2 separate regions of the Mustela erminea genome follow, and region 1 is linked to region 2. A link is a contact called in public Hi-C data. All regions are on one chromosome and are shown on one strand. Each heading gives the region's core, a stretch centred on a gene start, on an enhancer-like site or on the middle of the called end of the contact. The rest is flanking DNA. Distances are from core to core; before and after follow the strand shown. Region 1 holds the start of ARF1 (ADP-ribosylation factor 1). Region 2 holds the start of LOC116585818 (histone H2A.J).

The links. Hi-C and Micro-C count contacts between places; a contact is called where the count stands out from the background.
Region 1: a Hi-C map of skeletal muscle shows a contact between it and region 2, with 10 times the contacts expected there. The contact joins the promoter of ARF1 here to the promoter of LOC116585818 in region 2. A contact is called at or near these places in 2 of 3 Hi-C or Micro-C datasets (skeletal muscle and spleen).

What each region holds. Positions count from the first base shown.
Region 1 is chr3:3,899,894-3,907,126 of mMusErm1.Pri, forward strand. It overlaps ARF1 (ADP-ribosylation factor 1), which reads right to left and starts at 3,547. Exons shown (of 5, transcript XM_032335124.1): 1 at 3,436-3,547.
Region 2 is chr3:3,643,463-3,650,011 of mMusErm1.Pri, forward strand. LOC116585818 (histone H2A.J) reads left to right here and starts at 3,478. Exons shown (of 3, transcript XM_032335062.1): 1 at 3,478-3,902; 2 at 3,905-4,468; 3 at 4,889-5,041. The coding sequence starts at 3,534. The coding sequence ends at 4,306. It overlaps LOC116585819 (histone H2B type 3-B), which reads right to left and starts at 3,262. Exons shown (of 1, transcript XM_032335063.1): 1 at 306-3,262. The coding sequence starts at 3,219. The coding sequence ends at 2,839.

The sequences.
Region 1 (7,233 bases), core at 2,297-4,796, 260 kb after region 2:
CGAGGAGGTGCTGGAGAGCTCTAACCATCCGGATTCCTATCTGGCTCCCACACCGGCACCACAGAGATGACTCCACATGTGAGACCAAATCCAAGACCCGATGCGTTCTCCACCCGACGTGCCTTCTGGAGCCCCTTCTAGCTTGCTCACGTACCTGAGGACCAAAACTTCCTACATTCCAACTTGACACTCATCAGTGTTTCCACTCCCAATTCCTCAAGACATGGGGGGTGGAGGGGCACCCGGACTCCGAGTTCAGGCTGTACACTTGTGGTCACCGTGGGGCTTTGGGGACATACAGAAACGATGGCCTCCTACACACAATCCCCTTGCTGGTAAACTTTCCCCGCCTTCCACGCTCTTCTGGCTTCTCCTCTTGTCAGGGCTGTTGGCTGCTGACAGGCCACCAAGCTCCCATGGCCAGGGCGGGCAGGGACCGGGACAGCAGGGCCTGGAGGCACTCGGAAGAGGGACATGCATCCCTGCATCCGCCAGCCAGCCAGCTCACTCAAGGAGGCTGGGGAGGCAGGACAGCAGGGGATGGCCTGACGGACGCCCAGAGAGAAGCTTTGAAGCGTTTGTGTGACCCTTCCTCGGCCAGCAGAGGCGTCCTCGCCCACCTTAAAACAGTCACAGGGGTGGCACGCTCTAGCAGATAGGGTCCACCTAGGCCGCACAGACTTCCCAGTGATCACAATAGGCACCGAGGGACACTGTGCTCAGCAGAAGGCAGTACCTGTGGGGAGGGGGGGAGTGGAGACCCAGTCCCCAACTCTGCACTCCCCCTGCCTGTACTCTACAGTTAACCCTCCCAACCCACCATCATCCCCACCCGGGACTCACCTCCCCCACCACATTCACTCACACCCTGGACTCACCTCCCCCATGCACACTCACACTTGGGACTTGAGCCCCCTCCACACGCACACCCACACTGAGGATTCGCTCCACCGCCCATGTTCACTCACACCCTGGACTCACCTCTTCCCCACCCACACCCACCCACACTCTGGACTTGCCCCCTCCCCACAAGCACACTCATAGTCTGGACTCACAGCTCCAACACTCATATTCACACCCTGGACTCAACCCCCCATGCACTCACACTCTGGACTTGCCTCCCCCCACCAACATGAACTTGCTCCCTATACACACACACACACACACACACACACACCCTGGACTTGCCCCCTCCCCACACGCACACTCATAGTCTGGACTCACCCCTCCAACACTCACATTCACACCCTGGACTCAACCCCCCATGCACTCACACTCTGGACTTGCCACCCCCCCACACACATACCCACACCATGAACTCGCTCCCTCCATACACACACACACTCAAGCCCTGGACCTGCCCCCCCAACACACACATGCACACTCTGGACTCGCCCCCCTCCCTCCATGCACACTCACAATCTGGACTCACCCCCTCCCCCCACGCACACTCTGGACTCACACCCCACCCCCGGCACACCCACACCGTGAACTCGCCCCCTCCACACACTCTCACACCCTGGACTCTGGACTCGCCCCCCCCCCCCAAACTCACACCCTGGACTTGCCCCCCACCCCTGCACACTCACACTCTGGACTCAACCCTGCCACGCACACTAATATACTCCATACGGCACCCTCTCTCACCCCCATTCCCAAAGCCATCCTCTCCCTCCCACAAGGCAGTTACAACAGATCCATGACCAGGTCCAAAGCGTTTCTCAAAGACTGAACATCCTCCACACCCAAAAGGCGCCAACGGAGCACCTCATTCTATGCAGACAAGAACAGCAGAGCAAATCCCAAAAGCAGACTGAAATTCCCCTCTTTTGGAAGAACCTGTGGAAAATGGACTCAACTTTCTCCAACATTTCCTACACTGCTCAAGACGGTGCCAGGTCCCAGATGCAGCTGCCGGGCACAGGATAGAGTCTCGGCTGCAGAGGCCGCACCCAGTGTCCCTGAAGCCAGCAGGAGCAGACTGTGCCCTGCTGGAAGTGCAAGCCTGTCCCAGCCCGGGAGCTTCAGCTCAGCACACCGGGGGTGCTCCTCACCTTGGAGAAGAGACAGCAGGGGAACCAGCATGACCCAAGTCCCTGGACGAGGTAGGTGTGGACACCTGCCGGTGAGGACTGCCGCACCTGGAGACAGACGATCGTGTGGAATTTCCCAGGCGTCCTGAAGACAACCCAGGAGGCCCGCGGACAAGACCAAGCCTTTGCAGGAGGGCGGGGCGCGCTAACTCACGGCCAGTCGTGTGATGACCCTCACCTGGACACCGCTCACGCGGCACGGGCTCCGCACGGGGCACAGGAGGGGACCGGTAGGGAGAACGGCGGGTCTCGCAGCCTCGGAGCGCCGCACGGGCACGCTCAGCCCCAGGCTCAGACAGCGGGCACACAGAAGCTCTGAGCGCTCACTGTTGGCTGTGAAACGGGAACTACAGCCGACCGCAGGGACACCAGCAGCCGCCGGGCCGCGGTGACTTCCGGGACCGCCCGGCTCCGCACCCCTCCCGTGCAGAACCCCCTTCCCATGCGAGTCCGCGGCGGCACGGAAGGCGGCTGCCGGGCGCTGAGGAAATGGGAGGCGCTCCCAGCGCAGAGCGCGACGTGAACTGCGCCAAGCCCGGGCACCGCCGAGCCCCGCACGACCCGGAACCCGCACGCCGCACTCGTCCAGTTCCCGTCTCACCCACCCCGCCCGCTTGCCCGCCCGACAAGTCCGCGAACCCGCGCAGACAGTCCTCCAGGAACCAGACCCCCCAACGAGGAAGGAAGAGTGCACTCCGTGCCGACGGCGCTCAGGAAGCGAGCCGGACCTCAGCGGCTTTCCTCCGAGCCCCGCGCCGCCACGTCCCGCGCCCACGGCTGCTCCCACTCCGAACCCGGGACCCCGGCCCACGGAACGGGGATCCCACTCCGGCCATCGCGTGACCTTGGCGGCGTCCCGGGCCGCGAGTGCCGGAGACCCCGAGGCGGGATCCCACGGCCCGGCCCGGACTTCCGCGCGTCCACCCCTTCGGCGCTGGGGGCGCGAGGCCGCGGGAGAGATTCAGGGGCCGGCGGCGCCCCAGCCCCGGGCCCTGACTCCACGCAACCCACCCCCCGGCCCCCGCCTAGACCCAGGCCCGGCCAGTCCCCTCCCCCGCCTCGGCCGGGCCTCCCCTTGACCCCCAGCCAATCCTCGACCCCCGGCCCAGCCCTAGCGCCCTCCGCGCCTCGACCCTCCACCCCGCCCAGACCTCGTCTCGCCCGCCCCGCCTAGTTCCCCGGCCCGGCCCTGGGCCTCCTCGCCCCGGCCTCACGTCGGCCCCCGCCCGGCCCGGCCTCACCGACGCAACGCCGCCGCGGTGGGCAGAGCCTCAGCGGCCCGGACCTATCCCTGTCCCCGCCACCCCGACCCCGGCCCATGGCTCCCGGCCCGCCGCCTCACCCTCGGCAGCCGCGGCGAGGCTACTGCTCCGAGCCAGGCGTTGGTTTTGCTCCCACAAGATGGCGGCTCTGACGGCGGCCACGTCAGTGCCTGCTGCCGCGGGGGACGCTGGGGAACGGGGCGGGGGCGCCTGTGGCCCCGCCTACTCCCCTCCGCAGGGCGCACGCGCAGACTCCGGGCTGGGGGCGGGCACGCGGGACCAGGACTCCGCCCCGCCCGGGCCACGCCCTCCCGCCGCTGCGCGCGTGCGCACCCGTGTGCCCCTCCCGGAACGGAGTGCGCCTACGCCTGCGCCGCGCTTCTCCTGGTCCGCGCGGTGGTGGACCCGCCTGCACAAGTTGCAGATCGGAGTACTGAGGCGGGCGTGGGCGCGGCGGCCGGGGAGACGGTGCCTGTCCTCTCCCTGAGCAGGCGGGCCCTCTCTGATCAGCGGGCCGCGGTCGGTCTCCCCGGGCGCCCACCCCAGGTGTGGAAATTGTGACCACCACGCCGCCCCTGGCCCGCCCGAGGAGCCTCCCCCCCGCCCCCGCCCCCGCCCGCCCGGGGAGCACGTGGCCATCCAGTAGCACAGGCCGAGCAGGAGCTCTGCTGGGCGGGGGACGGCGCTGCCCCCGGGGTCCCCGTGAGCCCCAAATCTGGCGAACTGGAAGGAAGAGCCCCCTACTCCTGGAAGCCTCCCTGGGCTGATCGGAAGGGAGACACGGACAGTCGCGTCACCTCTCCACGGTTTCCAGGCTCAGGGCTTGGCTGAGGACCCCACGTAGGACCTTACTCTGGCCTCCTGCCAACCCGGACCCCCCTCCTTTCTGCCACCTGGTCTCCGTCCCCCCACTGTCGTGCTGCTTTGAGGGGTCTCACTCGCGAGAAGTCCTCTGATTCTGCTGGAGGGGCTCTCCAAACCCGTGTATTGTAGGGGGCACAAAGCAAGGCCATGCCCTGAGCCCAGGGGCCTGCCTGGCAGTGAAGTCCTGCCCAGCCCCCTCCTGTGCCCTCTTGCTCCCCGTGGGCAGGGCCCCCTCCCTCCTGGGGCAGCTGGGATCCGAGCAGCTGCCAGTTCTCCTCAGGCCCTCCTCCAGCCTCATCTTCGGAGAGGCTGGTGGTCGCTTGACCCTGTGAGCCAAGACAGCCCTGTGGACCCACCTTGCAGTCCCAGCTTCCCTCAGATCTCACCACTTACAAACGAACCAGCTGGTGGCCTGCACCCCAGCATCTACCCCCAAGGCCTCCTCCCGCCCAGCTCCCAGCCCACCTCCGTGGGCCTGCTTGGGGTCTCTCCTGCCCTAAGTGTACAGCACATGCTCATGCAAAGTGCCCTCCGGGGTCTGTTTCTCCAGGGAAGGGCACAGAAGCTTCCGGAGGTGATGGCTCCCCACCCGCAGAGAGTCAATGCCCAATCTGCAAGTGGTCACTGTGTCTTCAGAAGCTTTCTTTGAAATTTAAAAAAGTATGAAAATAGAGGCAGGAAGGAGTGTATGAAAAAAATAATTCCTGTGTACCTGTCCCTAGCTAAAGGAATTTACCTTCGTCTTGAACTTGTCCTTCCTGGGGGTAGGGGGCATCTCAGCCCAGGACGGACAGGTACGGGGCACATCAGGGGAAGGATCCGTCAGAGCAAGGACGTGCCTGGTGGTTCCCTCGGGAAACTGAGGCCCAGGTGCTCACCTGGGCTCCCTCCCCCTCTTCCCTGGGGTTGGGGAAGGGGACACCCTGGGAATAGAAGATGAAGACAGCGCCTGTCCAGCTCCTGCCAGGAGAGGGCGAGGTGAGCTGTCTAGCTGCCTCCCGCCCAGACTCTCACCTCTAGCCTGACCTCTAGTAGGGGGCCTGGTGGCCTGGTTGGGGGTTTGGGGTCAAACTCCTCTCCTTCAGCAGTTCCCAGGCTGAAGGCCAGATCAGACGCAAGGATGCTGGGCAAGAAGGAACTGAAGGGCCGGCTGGAGCAAAGGGGCGCAGGCAGGAGAGGGGGTATAGGGGGTGTGGGGGTTGTGGGGGGAAGAGCTGCTCCCTCCCTGCGGGTCTCCCGCTCTGCACATAGCCCGTGGCATTGTTCATGGTGGCTAGGCATGCTCTGGGGAGGCCTGGAGGCTGGGATGGCAGCCCTTGGAACTTGGCCTCCAGCAAGCCACTTGCTGGACCTTCGCTCTTCGGCCAGCCCCACCCTGTCCCCAGGATGCTGGTACTTTGCGGCCTCCAGCTGCTGACTTGGGTTCCTCCAGGTTACCACTTAGCTAAGGCCCTCAATGGCCAGCACCTCCTGGCCAGAAGTTTCATCCCCTCTAAGCCTTCCTGGGACAGTGTGGCTCCCAGAGGGGACCCGAGACAGATTTCTATCCAGACGGGTGGGACCCTACATCTCCCTCTGCTCAGCTCCCTTCTCTGGCATGCCCACCCCCAGAGGCCCCTGATCCTGTATGGCCCTCCAGGGACCATACCTAGGCAGTGAGAATTACAGCCAGTTTGAGGACAGGGGCCCAGCCCCCACGCTCACACCTCGTTCCCTGCCCTACCCAAGGGCTGCCCTGCCTCTTGTTCTGGGCTGGGGCCAGGAGCCAGCCAGGCCTCGACTCTGCCAGTGTCCTACGGCTGGCAGGGGAAGGGCTGGCCCATGTCCACAAGGTAGCTGAGAAGCAGAATGTGGGCCACAGCCCCGTGTCACACATGGAGAGGCCTGTGTTACCTTGGCCCTTTGAACATCCCCGTTCTCCCCATACGGGCACCTGCCTCAGTTTCGCCATCTTATATCAGCTTCTCTCCCTGCACCACTACTGTGTCCTCCTCACTCCAGCCCAGCTTGTGGGGCTCCTTCTCATTGCTGACGGGCTGGAAATGTTCTCAGCCGGGTGCTTTGCTCCCTCTGTCCGGGGGCGGGGGTCCCTGCCTTCCCCATGTGGGCACTGCAGTCCTCTCTGGCAGGCCAGCTCCACAGGGCAAGAGCATTCCCCGCCTGGCTCTCACCCTTGCCTCACGCCTGAGGATGAAGCAGCCAACAGGGTGCCCCAGGGTCAGCAGGTGCCGCGTGGGGCCGCCGAGAAGCGCGCCTTTGCCCGACAGATAGCATTTTCTGCATTCTGTGTGCACTCGGCCTCATTCCCAAAGAATGATGTGTGCAGGACCTATGATTCTGGGACAGCAGAAACCTCCCTTCCATGCCCCACTGTAGCTGCTGCAGCAGCCGGACAGTTTCTGTTCCAGTGGACAGTTTCTGCTCCCCACATGGGTGCACTCGGCCTCATTCTGCTCCCCACATGGGTGCACTTGGGGAGGACATCAGCCCACCACTGCTTCATCCCCCTGGAGCGGACATGCCCACGGGTTCTTCTGGAAAGTGCTTCCTGTCTGTGGCACCCAGCCTTTGGAGGTGCGAGTGGAATGCAGCCAGCAGGAGGGACGCACTTGGAGATGCTCGGTCTGGGGAGTTCTGATGGCCCTGGGCACCTCTTATCATCCTGTGGAGCTATGAGACACCTGTCACCCCTGATGTCACGTGCCCAGGAAGTGTCTCAGCTTTGGAGAACTCGTTGGGTTCCTCTTGGAACCGTGCATCATTTATTGGAGGCACTAATTCAACCTCGTTGTGAGGCAGGGCCCAGTCCGCCAGTGTGTTGGGGTGGAGACCCAGACCCACGGCAGGCCCTACACCTGCTGCTCTCAGATCCCCCTCCTTCCTCGGAACCATGCCCTTAGTCTGCCTGCTCCCATGTCAGCCCTGAGGCCCGCCCCCATTCCCCAGGGTGGTCAGGATGGGGTCTCTGGGGTCTGCCTGGTCCAGGCTGGCTCCCACCCCAGTCAGCAATGGGC
Region 2 (6,549 bases), core at 2,228-4,727:
GTTGGGCCCTCCCTCTCCAAGCCTATGCACTGTCAGTACCCCGCATTGTCAGCATTTCCTCCAACCTCCAGCTTAATGTAAATAACATTTCTGTTTCTCTTCTGTAGCCCTATTACAAATGTGGGCTCTGTACTCAATTTCCCTCCATTTCTTGATTATAAATTCTCAACACCCTGCATCTTCCTTTATAGATGCGCTGGGAGGAGAGGGCCCAACCAGGCCCATTCTCTGTCTGGGGCTGCTGCTGGCTTTCTCTGTAGCCTCCACCCTACTGTTGAGCACACAGATGCAGCCTTTTTTTTTTCTTTGTTTTTTTCATGATAATGAAGTGTGCGTACCAGAGCAGTGAAAAGACAGAAATTAATCTGCATTTTGCATTATCCAGAACAAGACACTTTCATACCATTGTATTTGAGAATTGTTTCTTCAGCTTCTATTTTATTTTTATTGCCTACTGCTAGCCCAATCACACACGGCTGGAGACAAGTTTCATTTTATTAAACCTATGTCTTAAGCTCATAAGTCAGGCAGAGAATCGTGGATCTGGGAGACTAGTTTCCTGTTACCAGAAGTGCTCGAGATAGACTCCTAGTCCACCTGAGTAGAGGGCTGAGGGCACAGACCCCACCCCCCCAGGACACCCCTGCTTCACAGTGGAGGGCTGGATTCTGTAGTGCTCATTATGAATCAAATATCTCTTAACAAGTGTTGATGTTGATGACAAACGACCGTTTTCAAATTTTGGAATTATAACTAGGAGGGAGAGATTTGAGTAAAATAGCCATGACAAAATTTCTGTATGTATGGGTTTGTTTGGGTGTTTTTGTTTTGTTTTGTTTGTAAATATTGTTTCAGAGCATGTAGCTTTAAAAAAAAAGGTAAAGGGAAAGCGAGGAGGCACATCACTGTCACTGTAACCACTGTCACTGTAACCACGACAATACTGTATGTGCCCATGGATGCATAAAGGGAGCCCACAAGGTAGGGAGAACCCATCAATCTCACTGAATGACATAGGTGTCACTAATATTCTGATTGAGTATTACTTATAATTATATTTGATGCCTATGTACCAAAACATGTTTTCAGCAATTGCATACTGTCCAGATGATTTTTTAAACACTTTTTGTCACCTACAAAAATTTTTAAGTTACAATTTACCTATCTCTTATTTATTTATTATTTTTTGGATAAAGAAAGGTCATGGATAAAACACTTAAAAATAAATCTTACATTTGGATGAAATTCCGAGAAGTGCAATGGGAATGAGTTCAGGGAGAAAAAAAGATCATCTAGACTATCTCAGCGTTAACCAAGAATTTGATCATGTGTTTTATGAATTATGGTATCTAATTGCTATTTCAATAGATACCTTGAAAAGATCGTGTGTCCTCAATAAAAAAGATTTTGAAAACGTATAAAAGCTCAAGAACTTTACAAATATTCAGACATTTCTTTACAATTTTTGGTTGTGACCATTTTGCTTTTTAAAACGTCCTGTGTTGGGATTTGCGTCCTTGTTAACTATTAGAACTAAGGAAAAAAATATTTTAGATGCCAACCGAAAAACGCGTGAGGTTTCCAATCCCTTTAGCCTGGACCCACGCAGAAGGAGTGGGTGGGTGGGCTTCAGCGCTGGGGCGGGGTGACGTTCCCTCCTCAGACACCCCATACCCCCACCCCCCAGGCGGTACCCAACCGGCTTCCTTTGGAGAAATGATTTGGAAAAACACGATTGTTCTCTTTCATTGTGTATTATGTTTCCCTGCCTGAGCTGAAGACACTACCTTTCTATCTATCTAAGACTCAAAACGGCTCAAGGAAAGCGATTGTTGGGCATCTCTTATTTGCAAATAAGAAAAGCCAAGCGAAGCAAAAGGAAAAGCGACGTCTTTTCCCAAGTGAAGACTCTTTGTGCTGAAGCGCTTTCTCTGAGCCAAGATGACACTTTCCAAATTAAATGCCCTAAATTCAAAGGAGAATTGTGTCACTGACGCTTCCCAGAAAATAAAAGTGTAACTGAGAGGGAAAGGAGCTAATTTGTTCATAAAAGGTGGAATTACAGAGGATTACAGACATCTTGAGCTGATGCCCCCCCATCCCCGCATAGGTTACAGCTACCCGCAGGTTTCGTCTTATTACATCTGGCTCCCGCGCACAGAGACGCTTCCATTTCCCTTTCGGTTCCAAATATTCTGCCGATGCAAGATCCAGCCACGCAAACACCCTCCCAGAACCGTTCACCGCTCCAGGATGACGACGCCTGGTCCAGGCAGGGATGACGAGGTCTGGTCCGGTGGGGGGGCGGGGGGGAGATGACGAGATCTGGTCTGGGTAAGGAAGCAGCTCCAGGCGCTACCGCCCGGGCCAGGCAACCACAGAGTCCTCACCTCCGGGGTTCATTCATCAGGGACACTGGGGAGGGACGGAAGACACGAGGGCCTCCTGGAGGTGCCCCGCGCCCCTCACCCACAGGCGCACTCCACGCGCGCAAAGGCCGGGATACACTCTGCAGCCACCAGAGGACGCAGAAGCTCAAGGCTCCGACTTCGACTGGTGACGCATGAATAGCCCCAAGAAAAGGGGAGGGTGGACATGGGATCCTTGAACGCCTGGCCAGGATTCCCGTCCCAGAACTCTGCACATAATAGCTCCACGTTCTTGCTCACACTCACACACTAACGTGCGCACGCACACATCCCCAACCACCAGGAAACCGCTAGGACGCACAAAACGTAATTGGTTCACATAACAATCCTTGACCGTGTTCGAAACCCTTTTTCGATTGTGTGGGTGGCTCTGAAAAGAGCCTTTGGGTTCCGGGGCGGCCGGTGCGCCTCACTTGGAGCTGGTGTACTTGGTGACAGCCTTGGTGCCCTCGGACACGGCATGCTTGGCCAGCTCGCCGGGCAGCAGCAGGCGCACGGCCGTCTGCACCTCGCGGGACGTGATGGTGGAGCGCTTGTTGTAGTGCGCCAGGCGGGAGGCCTCGCTGGCGATGCGCTCGAAGATGTCGTTGACGAACGAGTTCATGATGCCCATGGCCTTGGACGAGATGCCAGTGTCGGGGTGCACCTGCTTGAGCACCTTGTACACGTAGATGGAGTAGCTCTCCTTGCGGCTGCGCTTGCGCTTCTTGCCATCCTTCTTCTGCGCCTTGGTGACGGCCTTCTTGGAGCCCTTCTTGGGCGCGGGCGCCGATTTGGACGGATCAGGCATGGCTGCAGATCTCTCCAAACAAAAAGAAGAGAGGACCGGAGCAACTCTATTTATACGTCCCGTATGCAAATGAAGGATCCAGAGTTCCTCGTTCCTGATAGGCTCAAGTGCTACGTCACGTCACCACTGGAAAAAGGCGCATGCAAATTAGGGGGATGGCGGTCTCCTTTTCTGATTGGTGGATGTCGCTATCCAATCGGACGAGGCCGGCTCGGCTACCTCTGGACCATATATAAGGGCTCACCGGGCCTAGCGGCGTCGTTGCTACTGGCGTCTTTTTTCAGGTTTTTACTCTCCCCGCGCCCGACTTGGAGATGTCTGGCCGAGGCAAGCAGGGCGGCAAGGCGCGTGCCAAGGCCAAGTCACGCTCTTCGCGGGCCGGCCTGCAGTTCCCGGTGGGCCGCGTGCACCGCCTGCTCCGGAAAGGCAACTATTCGGAGCGGGTTGGGGCGGGCGCGCCCGTGTACCTGGCGGCCGTGCTCGAGTACCTGACGGCCGAGATCCTGGAGCTGGCGGGCAACGCGGCGCGCGACAACAAGAAGACGCGCATCATCCCGCGCCACCTGCAGCTGGCCATCCGCAACGACGAGGAGCTCAACAAGCTGCTGGGCCGCGTCACCATCGCGCAGGGCGGCGTGCTGCCCAACATCCAGGCCGTGCTGCTGCCCAAGAAGACCGAGAGCCACCACAAGGCCAAGGGCAAGTGAGGCCGCGGAGGCGGGCCGATAACGGCCGCGCGCCCCAGGGGCCCCGTGACACCAAAGGCTCTTTTCAGAGCCACCCCCAGCCTCAAGAAAAGAGCCGCACTGAGCACAATTCCGTTCCTTGTCTTAGGGCTGCGACCTCCCGGGCGCACGGGGAACCGGGCACGAGGCACGATCCGGGCAGGTGTGCCGCCGCGGGTGCGCACGTACACGTGGCTGCCCTCCCCCCAGGCTACCGCTCGCCGGGAAGGTGCCTGTCCCTGTGCTACTGGGCCACGTTGAGCCGCCAGGAAGAGGCCGCTTGCCCACTCCGGGCCTGCAGAACCCGGTGGGTTCACTGGGTACTGGAGAAGCGTCCTTCGTGGAGAGAAGGGGCCCCGTAAACCTTAGGATTTACATTTAAAAATGGGAAGGTGCTTGAGCGGGACGATGTTTCGAAGTTTTTGGAAACCATCCGAGTTCCGATCTGATCTGAACACGAGGGTCTCGGAAAGGGTTCCTGTTCTAGAGGCGTTTGCAATCTTTTTTAAGAAACCATTTTTAAGGTGAGTGTTAACTTTTTAAAGAAAATATTACTGTAAATAGAATGTTTAAAAGAATTAAAATTGTTCAGTCTGAGTTGGTGAAACATGAATCCAAGTCCTTTAGGCTGATAGCTAAAATGAGAGAATAAGACAATTTGTCCACTGAGTTTCGTCAGGAAAACTAGGTTTGTGACTTCAGTCTGCGTCAAGTATTATCAGATCATGTAATATGGGTGTGGCTATTTCGGAAGGGGACTGTCCACGAGCTCCATGTGGTGTAATAAAGGAGTTGGACAATCCCAAGGGTCCTGGCCAAGTCGTGGAGGCAGAGGGATTCACTGGTTGAGTCGTAATAATTTCTTTAAGACAGCATCTGGCACAGTTTGATCACTTGTTACTTCTACTATCTTTGTTTTTATTGTTTTCATTAATTTTTTACAGCAGTAAAGACAGGCCGGTGAGACAGTTCAGGAGTATTATATAATTTGCACTTCCTAAAATTAGGTCTACTCAACCAGGGCTCCCTAGACACCATCTGGAGCTCAGCACACATCTGCTGGTCTTAGGAAAATAGCCTCCTGCTGTGAAAGAAATTCACACCGAGGGAGTACAAGGCTGACCTATCCACGTGGACCAGAACATAGGACTCCACTGCAGCGGAGGAACATAGCAGAGCACGTGTCTCAGCAGGCCCCATGTCAGGGACACAAGCTGCAAGGATGTCCAAGACCCTAGAGAGCCTTCTGGAAATCGAGCTGGCCATTGTGTGTCCAGTGACCGTCTTCAGCTCTAGCAGAAATTTGTGTTTATGCATTGATACTGATGTAGGTCATTGTATGTCGTCAAATCCCTCCGTGGCATTTAAGAAATGATGAATTTTCAGGGGCAGGGGGCTGAGGTCTGCCGAGTCTCTTTGGGGAGCTCCCGATTTTTTATTCCAGAAGTGGGACACGAAGTGGGAGGCTGTGCAGTGGTGGGGGGCGGACACTGTTCTTAGAGGCAGCCCTTCGTCCGTCATCTCCAAGGCTGAGCTGTCCCCTGTAGAGACCAAGAAGCCACCAGAGCTGTTCGGGGGTCAGTGATTTAAAATTGAACACAAGGGTGCAGTTTCTCAGGTGTCCTGGCCGCCTGTGGCCAGCAGCCTCACATTGGACAGTAGGGGAACAGAACAGCACCGTCCTCATGGAAAATTCAACTGCACACCTCTGGTCTAGTGTCTGATCCTCTGTCAGGGCTTACCTGGCTCAGATATGTGATAAAATGCTCAGAGCTGCCCACCTGTGCAACAGGAAGCCCCTCGGACCCTCGCTTCCATAAGAAAGCAGCACATGGCCCACGCCCAGGTACCCACAATGACTTAGTGACTTGTATGTTCCCAAAGCCAGAAACAGCCCAAACGTCCCCACAGACAAATGTGTAAGTGAACTGTGGAACGCCATTCAACCACAGTGTGGCACTGGCCTGCGCTACCATGAGAATGAGCCTCGAAAACACGTCTACCAGGGAAGCCAGACAAAAGGGCCACATGGGGTGTGATCCCATGTCTAAAAAATAGCCATAATGGATGGGGCCATACAGGTGGGGAGGAGATCCATGCTTGCCAGTCGCTGGGGAAGGAGGGGAGATGGGGCAGACCGCTAGCCTCTACAGAGCCTGGAGATCGGAGGCCTGTTCCCAGCTCACTATGGCAAGTCCCATGTACCCAATCCCCCGGCCTTGGATTACCTCTGCCATGCTCTCCACGTCCCTGTGGGGTGAGTAGTTTATTGAGAAAGGTGAGCCCGGGAGGTACGAAGTCCCACAGGAAGAATGCAGTAACATTCACAACCACAGCCAGGAAAGTACTCCCAGCTTCTGGAATTCTCTACTCCCTTGGGCCAGGTTCCATCACACAAACTGCCCTTCTCCTGGGCCTGGATGGGTCTGTCCCAGCCCCTGCCCCACATCGGGTAGCTCCTCCCTGCTCTGTCCACTTCCAATGTGGTCAACAATCTCTCAAGGGGGGCGGGGGTGGGGGCTCATTCAGTGAAATGTCTGCCTTCGGCACAGATCATGATCCCGGGGTCCTGGGAAGCAGTCCCACATTGGGGTCCCTGCTGGGG